3 separate regions of the Mus musculus genome follow, and regions 2 and 3 are each linked to region 1. A link is a contact called in public HiChIP or PLAC-seq and promoter capture Hi-C data. All regions are on one chromosome and are shown on one strand. The core of a region is the stretch at or near the end of the contact, and the rest is flanking DNA. Distances in the headings are between cores, read along the strand shown. Region 1 holds the start of BC048602 (cDNA sequence BC048602). Region 2 overlaps Rgs22 (regulator of G-protein signalling 22). Region 3 holds the start of Cox6c (cytochrome c oxidase subunit 6C).

What was found. Promoter capture Hi-C pulls out the DNA fragments that hold promoters and counts their contacts. HiChIP or PLAC-seq counts read pairs in DNA pulled down with a chosen protein or histone mark.
Region 2: a contact with region 1 is called in an H3K27ac HiChIP or PLAC-seq map of embryonic stem cells, with 8 times the contacts expected there. The contact joins the enhancer-like site here to the promoter of BC048602 in region 1. A contact is called at or near these places in 1 of 39 promoter capture datasets (liver), 1 of 484 Hi-C or Micro-C datasets (bone marrow-derived macrophages), 5 of 115 datasets of contacts at active chromatin or transcription factors (embryonic hindbrain, embryonic stem cells, large pre-B cells and 1 more) and 1 of 9 other capture datasets (adipose tissue).
Region 3: a promoter capture Hi-C map of hippocampal neurons shows a contact between it and region 1, with 8 times the contacts expected there. The contact joins the promoter of Cox6c here to the promoter of BC048602 in region 1. A contact is called at or near these places in 13 of 39 promoter capture datasets (the SN4741 cell line, cranial neural crest, embryonic stem cells and 9 more), 1 of 484 Hi-C or Micro-C datasets (bone marrow-derived macrophages), 7 of 115 datasets of contacts at active chromatin or transcription factors (bone marrow-derived macrophages, embryonic hindbrain, embryonic limb bud and 4 more) and 2 of 9 other capture datasets (adipose tissue and macrophages).

Annotation. Positions count from the first base shown.
Region 1 is chr15:35,327,228-35,329,951 of GRCm38.p6, reverse strand. It overlaps BC048602 (cDNA sequence BC048602), which reads left to right and starts at 1,417. Exons shown (of 3, transcript NR_045280.1): 1 at 1,417-1,572. It overlaps Gm33584 (a long non-coding RNA gene), which reads right to left and starts at 962. Exons shown (of 3, transcript XR_383923.3): 1 at 660-962; 2 at 349-438.
Region 2 is chr15:36,125,776-36,128,499 of GRCm38.p6, reverse strand. The region is part of intron 2 of Rgs22 (regulator of G-protein signalling 22); the gene reads left to right. Among named protein-coding and RNA genes, the nearest start is that of Rgs22, 13 kb to the left of the region's middle. Within about 2 kb of position 1,414, at least 35 of the 459 cell types and tissues checked have an H3K27ac peak or open chromatin away from gene starts, as enhancers often do. A contact at or near this core is called in embryonic stem cells, where this site is marked.
Region 3 is chr15:35,936,885-35,939,608 of GRCm38.p6, reverse strand. It overlaps Cox6c (cytochrome c oxidase subunit 6C), which reads left to right and starts at 1,363. Exons shown (of 4, transcript NM_053071.2): 1 at 1,363-1,484; 2 at 2,325-2,454. The coding sequence starts at 2,338.

The sequences.
Region 1 (2,724 bases), core at 168-2,667:
TTTGCAGATTTATTTAGTCTCACTGGCCAGCTTGGCCGCAGCATTCTTTACCCCCACTTCCCAGGACTGCTGGGATTATGAGGGGGCTGCCACTCCTGCCAGCCTTGTTACATGGGTACTGCAGATCTAAACTCCATCTCTCACACTGTGCAGCCAAACAGGCTACCCACTGAGCAGTTTCCCTAGTTCCAATGAGCTATTTTTGGATATCTAAATTTTACTTGCTTTTAAACTTTATAATATGTTTTTTACTTAACTTTATAAGGGATTTGCATGAATTCATACTGGATTGTACATGTTGGGTTCTGTCATTTAGTGATACCATTCAAGGCACACAAAGACACTGACTGCTGACTGTGCGGAGCTTCCGTCCTTTAGGGAGAGTGGGGCTCGAGCACACACTCCTCTTACACACCTGGAACACGATGAATGAATGCACTAGGGAGAAGAGCACAGGGCATTAGAGAATTTAGTGGTGGGAGAGATTAGAGAACTTTAAAGATGTAGCATTTAAGTCAGGCGTTGAGGAGTGAATAGAATTTGCAAAGAGATGAGGAAGACATAAATCTCATTTACTATCATGTGTTTATCACACCCACTAAAGTTCAAGCATGTAGGGTACTGTGTTCATTACCTCACTTGCTGGTGTGATACATTACCTCTCAACGACTCTCAGGTTCAGAAGGAAGGTCCATCAGGGCCAGGAAGCTGTAACAGAGGTCCTGGCAGCACGCACACACAGCTGCCACTCCTCACGTCTGGAGGCCAGGAAATACTGACGCTCCCCTTTCCCTTGTGCGCAGTCTAGAACCCCAGCCACCTCCACTCAGTCATTGTAAGTCTCAGATAAACTTCTCCAGAAATGCCGTCATAGACATACCCAGAGGTCTGTCTCCTAGGTGACAGTAAGCTCAGGAAGTCCACAGTGAAGATTAATTCCCTACAGGAATAATGCTACATCTATTAAAAAGATGTATAAATATATTCTCTTCACTTATGAAATTGGAATCTATAAGGAGACATATCCAAATGCTAAGCAAAGAGCTGCATTCCAAATTTATGAAACTAACAGAACAAAGAGCAGAAGTAGCCTCTGGAGAGTGGTGTTTGCTTACTGTGGAGGACATTCTGACGGTGGTGGACTCGATTTTTTAATCAGAGTCTTTGCAACATTTTAATCAGTCATTTTCTTCATGATATCCTTATCGAAGTAAGGTGGCTATTGGCTAATTTGAAAAGAATGAGATGGGGAAACTTCAACTTAAAATGTACTGTTCAAGTGGTAAATATATAAAAGAATATATTTCTAGCCCTATGTGACGGTCTGAATGAAAATGGCTCTCATATGCCCACAGGAAGTGGCACTGTTAGGAGGCGTGGCCCTGTGGACGTAAGTGTTGCCCTATTGGAGGAAGTGCTTCACTAAGGGGTGGGCTTGGAGGCCTCAGAAGCTGAAGTCAGACCTAGTGGCTCACTGCCTCTTCCTGTCTCTCAGCCCCTCTCTAGCACCATGTCTACCTGCAGGCTGCCATGCTTCCTGACATGATGACAATGGACTGAACCTCTGAAACTGTAAGCCAGCCCCAATTAAATGTTTTTCTTCATAAGAGTTGCTGTGATCGCGGTGTCTCTTCACAGCAATAAAACTCAAACTAAGACACCAAATCTGGCGGCTGTGCCCTGGCGCTGTCCTATACTTCAGATATAAACTAGAGCTGTGAGTGAGCCTTATGTTGCTGCTAGTAAAACAAACAAGGTATCTGCTTCAGACAGTTCACTGCGGATCTTGGTGAGGTTCATAAATAATGCTACACAAATTTAAGGTCATTTGCTAAATAGATTTAGTTTCCAATGTAATTTTCCTAAGCTATTTAACCTAATCTAACCTTACCAAAGAGAAAGACCTATTTAACCTAGCTTTACTTTATCCTTGTTTGGGGGACAGGATCAGTAGACTTCCACTACCAGACACATGTATACCGGGTTGAAGCTTTGTGTTTAGCAGAGCCTGGGAAGATGCCTAACTCGTTAACATCTGCTTGAACCATAGCCATTGACCCACCCACAAAAAAAAAAAAAAAAAAAAAAAAAAAAAAAAAAAACCCTAATCATACAGATCTTAAGTTTAATGTTTTGAGGTCCTGACGTGGTTAATTTTGGCCAGAACAACATTATCTCCAAATCATGCTGCAATAGGGCCACTGGGAATTTTCTTTGAAATGGAAGCTATGCTAGGGAATTATGCACGTACACATTAGAGTAAACATTAACAGATGACAGGTTTCTTCATGTCCCATGAATTCTGTCATTTATAATCACTGCCAAATAATTGTTCAAAATGACACAAATCACTTTGAAAACCGAACTCTGGCTCTGTTTGCTTTAATGGGAAACCTATCCCTCTGAGGCTAGACCACATATAACTGAGGCGGACCCATGATTTACACAGGACTGGGGGCTCTATACTGGCCACAAGACATCAGATTTGGAGATTTCTTCTAATCTCTGATCAGAGTTTACACACTAGTCTCCATTAGAATTTGGCCCTGCATTTAAGCATGGCAATAAATTAAATAATTCATTTCATCTTTGCATTATTTCTCTAACAGTAGATTAGCAAATGATTCAACGAAACCCCAATCATATAATTTTGATAGTCTGATAAAGGCTATTATTATAAACAGTATTGTTATAAATGTTTTGAAAGTTTATTTATAAATTGGA
Region 2 (2,724 bases), core at 165-2,664, 800 kb before region 1:
TTTCCTCATCAATAACTGTTGTGGAAGGGCCTAGCCCAGTGTGGGTGGTGTCCCTGGGTGCAGGTGGTTCTGGAGTGGATGACAAAGCAAATTGAGCAGGCCAGGAGGAGCAAGCCAGTCAGCAGTATTCGTCTCCAGCCTTTGCTTCAGCTCTTACCTCCTAGGCTCCTGGCTGGAGTCCCTGCCCTGACTGCCCTCCATGATGGGCCTGGGAGCTGTAAGCTGAAATAAAACCTTTCCTTCCGAAGCTGGTTGTGATCAGCATTTTATCACAGCAATAAAAAGCAAACAGACACTAACTTTTCCAGGGAAACAGAAAGAGCAGTTACAAGTGTGTTAATTGTGCAGTTAAGTTTTAGAGACACTATTTTGCATTATGCTATGGATAGGTATGGCTCCCATAGTCTCATGTGTTTGGCCAATCCTATTGTGACCAGGGAGTGAAATGTGGTAGTTTGAATATGCTTGTCACAGGGAGTGTCACTTTTAGCAGGTACAGCCTTATGGAGTAGGTGTGGCCTTGTTGGAGGAAATGAGTCATTGTAGGCGTGTGCTTGGAGACCCTCCTCCTAGCTCCCTAGAAGATGTCTTCTCCTGGCTGGATTTTGAACAAGATGTAGAAATCTCAGCTCTGTCTCTAGCAACATGCCTGCCTGGATGCTGAGATGTATCCTGTCACGATGATAATGGACTGAAAATGTAAAGCCATCCGAAATTCAATGTTGTCCCTTAAAAAAAAAAAAAAGATTTAGAGACACTACCACATCCCCCATGTGGACAAGGGGAGAAAATGAGAACCACAATCTCTTTTAAATTAGAATTGGAAGGACTTTTATACAGGGAGAGAGTCTTGGGTGTCAGGGTTTGATAGATTAAAATCTACTGGCTGAGATGTGAGATTAGAGTTAAATAATAGTGGGGAGGAAGGAATTGTACTGAGGACCAGTGAGATGCTCAGCAGGGGCTTGCCTCTAAGACTTGACAACATGCATTTGATCCCTAGAACTGTAAGACTCTGGGGAGCCTTAGTTTACCAGGGATCCCCTGAGTGAACCACGTGGAGCCAGGATCAATGCAAAAAGCAAGAGGAATTTATTGTTCCAGTGCACTGGGGTCATCCCAGAGCTGAAGGAGAGGCGGCGACCCCCAGCACCAGTTCAGCGAGTTTTTATATGGTTTCCAAGGGCAGAGCAGAGCATCAACAACTAGGCGCAATATGATTGACAGAACAGTGCACCCTTTAAGCTGATTGGTCTTTAGGGAAAGAGGTGACAAGGGCTTACCCTAGTCAAGGTGAGCAACAGTTCGTCCTGTGGAATGTGTCCCCACCCTCAGGTCAGTTCCTGCCCTGTGGTCTGAGGCATGTTAATTGGCCTCTCCCCTCCGGAGGGCAAGTGTTTCATGACCTTCCCAAAGTTCCTGAGCTGACCTTTTCAGAACCCACACTAGAACTAACGCCTGAGGGTAAAAGCTGTCCTCTGACCTACACACTACGCAAAACCAGAAAGAGTTGTGTTGAGTGCTGCTTCGAGAAAGCAACCCAATTGATTGATGGCTTCCAGCAGCAGCAGCAGCAGCTGCAGCCGCCGCCACCAACGCTGCCCTCGCTGGCACGCATGCGCAGACTACCTACTCCACTCCTGTGAGAAACTGAGACGTCTACACTGAAGGTGAACCGGCTGACTGAACTCTCACTGGAGGCAAGTCTGTAGAAAGCTGGAAGCCAGGTTTCAAGAGTAGTGAGCGCTAACGGAGGCCCTCCCTTCCATCATCAGGGCGCTGAGGTTGCACCAGTGGATGCATCTGTGGATGACGCAATGGTGAAACAGAATTCAATTGTTGTTGTTGTTGTTCCTTTAACGATCAACAGATTTGGAAGATAACGACCTGAATTAGGAAATTTAATTAATTTAAAAATTTCCAAATAATTGGATTGTGGAAATTTAATGAGAAAAGCAGAAGCTACTAAACCAGATTAAAGACTAGGTTTTTTCTTTTTTTTTTTTTTTTTTTTTCCTTACATAATTCAAGGGCTCTGGAAGTAAATAGCTTTTGGGTCTTCATTGGTTTAGGGCCAGAGACACAACTTCGTGGAAGAATTCTTCCTCCCAGCACAAGATTCTGTGTTCAATCCCAGGAAAACATGCACGCACATGCAGCACTTGCCTAGCTTCTCTGGTTTACACAGTGACCGGGTTAATGTGGTGGGAAGTGAACTCATTTCCTGCTGAGAGGCCAGAGCAGCCATGCACATGTCATGGCTGCTCCAAATCAACAGTACTCAATAGCAATGCAAGCAAGATACAGCTTCCGGAAAGAAATGCTGATTTGATGCATTTAAATAATTCTTTTAAATTTCTATGACTGTCTCTGTGCCACAGTACCTCTTCACCATGGAGTAAAGGCGGGACACCAGTGTCCCCCAGATACTCAGTCCCCAACAAGAGCTGCTCAGCATCCAAGAGGAGACACTTAGGAATGTTATGTCAACTTGTAGACATGTTTATAACTGGAGAGTTTACCAACGAGAGCTGAGACCGCACTGGATGATCTTTGTTTTCTTTCCTTTAATCATCAACAGATTGCTGGGTATTTGGAAGATACCAACTCACTCATCGTGAATTTCAGGAAAAGTTCATGTCTGAAATGGAATATGAAAACGAAAACAAAGCAGGTGTTTTATCACACACTGTGACAGACTCTGAACTGGAAGCACTTAGGGCA
Region 3 (2,724 bases), core at 114-2,613, 610 kb before region 1:
AAATTCCCCTACATTGTATCAGTTCAAAGAACGCTCAGACTGTTCACTGTCATATAAAATCTGCTTGAAGGCTAAAGTTGTATTCTAAGTTTAAATTACTGGGCTTAAGAGATCTATCAATCAAACATGCCTCTAACCTGTAAGCCTCACTTGCCCAAGGGCAGATAATCTCTGGAGTGCTGGGGGCTGTTACTTATGTAAGATAGTGAACTATGGTGTTTTCTCTTCTGTAAACAACCTCACTTGCCCCAACTTTACAGGATAAGCTTGATCACACACAGGTGGAGGTAGGCTGGAGGTTCATAAGGAAATACATTGGGATCTAAGCGTGCCCCTGATTGGACGAAGGTGGGAAGTACTGACCCTTTGGGGGTTGCCTTTATAAGCCTCTGACTGAGTTGTAATGTGGCGATGTATTTTGGGATTCCTAGGTATGCACCTGACAGTGTCCACTGAACTGGCCAATGCTTAATAAAGCTTGTTTTAAATTTGGTTCAAAACTTACAGTAGCCGTTTTCACTATTCTCACCGGGTGGGATTAACCGTAGCCCTGGTACTCTGATCCCGTGAACCTTTCTTTGTAACCATGGGTTCAGTTCAGTGGTTTCACACCTTCAGTTATTCTCCATATAGTGTGATGGTGCATGTGTCACTGCTCAAGCAGGGTTCCTAAGCCCTCTCAAACCCTGCATATATATAAAGTAGGCTTACTCAGCTGACTTAAGTAACACCTGTGAATCTAGTTGATGTCACTGAAGTAAGATAAACGTCCCAAGGCACGAAAAGTCATCTTTAGTCGGCTTTCCAAAAACATCCCTGTTGTTCCCGTTCACACGTTATTTTTTATTAAGAACCCGACACAAATACCCATTACGATTTGTTAAGCAGATCATTGAGTCTGGCAGTGGAGTGGGATCACATCTCTAGTTTGTTCCACAGCATCGGTTCTAAAATTACATGTTAAACTCTGAAATTGGCCTTTCTCGCTCTTTGCCAAAAACCAAGCGTTTATTGTGCCGAGGTAGTTGTAATGAAAATGCTTATTCATGTGGTTTGGGCAATCCTTTGACACAAATGTCATGTCCCCCAAGATATGCCTTTTCTCAAGGTTGGGCATTTAGAAAAAAAAAGCTCTCAGATGATGTAGTGCCTTTATAGAGTATATTATTTTTTCCCCACATGTGAAATATATACGAATTCCTTAATAAGTTCACAACACCGGACAAGATTAATATTTGTAATTTACTGAAGAAACCTTTGTAGGTAGTCAGGACTCGTTTTCAAGGTCCTGTTTAGGGAAAAAAAAAAAAAAAAAAGACATAGTGTAACTGGCATAAATTTCAGCTGTGACCGGCTGGATGCGCGCTTGAATACTTTTGGACTCCTTAGGCCACCGTCGCCGGGTCCTCCATCGACTCTTGCGCATGCGTGCTGCTGGAAGGCTCTCCGTTTCTCCGAGAACCGGGAAGGACGTTGGTGTAGAGGTGAGAATGGTGGAGAGAGAGAGGAGATTCTGGGGTTTGACAACTGCGGGTTTCTCGGCTTCTCGTGGGGGCGGCGAACTAGGATGTCTTGCACGTCACAGCCCAGTGGAGCCTCGGGCCTGCCTTCCTCGTGGGCGCGTTGCCCCCGCCGCGTCCTCAGGAGGCTGCGGGCCTGACCGGCCTGAACTCGGGCGGCCCCGCCATCTCCCCGCGTGCGCTCTTAGGGCTCCGGAGGAGCTCTGCGGAGCCTCAGGGTCTCGCTGGTGGCCGGCCGGGCCCGTTTCCCCTTGTATTTTGCCGCGGCCAGGTTGACCTTGATTGGGTCGTTTGACCTGCGGGGGCTGGTGCTCCAGTTGGATAAGGGGTGCGACCTTGGAGGGGACTCAGGCACCGAGGGGCCCCGGTGGTCGGCCTGGTGTGGGAGTAGAATTGGGAAGCTGGAGGGTCCCCGATCTGTCGCGCCTGCTCCACCGGCCCTCGGGGCGCTTGCTGGGCTCTAGTCCCACAGCTTCAGTGACCTGAGTTCTCCCCGAAGGCTTTTCTTCCTAAGGGTGAATTCTGAAAAGGCAACAGCTAGGTCGCATCTGCCTTTCTGTGGATGGGGGACACTTTTGTCATGGTTTTTGCTCATCGGTTTGTTGCTGGTTACCGCCTTGTTGCGGGTAGTGGAAATGCGTAGGAGAGGAGCGGGCAAAGATGAAGTTGCCAAAGTCATTGACCTTGCAGGAGGGGTTAGGCCGCGATTGTAGATACTAAACTACGTTGTGCATGTAGAGTTCATTCAATCACTTAACCTGTTACAAGCCTTTTTTTTTTCCCCTCCTTGTTTTACTCGCAAAGGACATTGGCTACCATGAGTTCCGGTGCGCTGTTGCCCAAACCACAGATGCGTGGTCTTCTGGCCAAGCGTCTGCGGGTTCATATTGCTGGCGCATTCATTGTGGCCCTGGGAGTTGCCGCTGCCTATAAGGTATGTGCTTTAGGTCACAAGCTGTTCGTTTAAAACATTATTTTTTAAACCTAGTTAAGAGCTGTTTAAAAAAGAAACTCTATCTTCAAGATATTTCCCTCATTTACCTTCCAAAGGCTTCAACGTAACAGAAACCCTATCTTCAAATGAAAATGCGCCACAGTCATTACAGGTTCCCTCTTCCCAGGTATCAAGGTAAAGCTGACAACCAAGAAATCTGATGTTATAATTTACTCTAAGTCTGGAGATCTGAGCACCAAGGGAATGTTG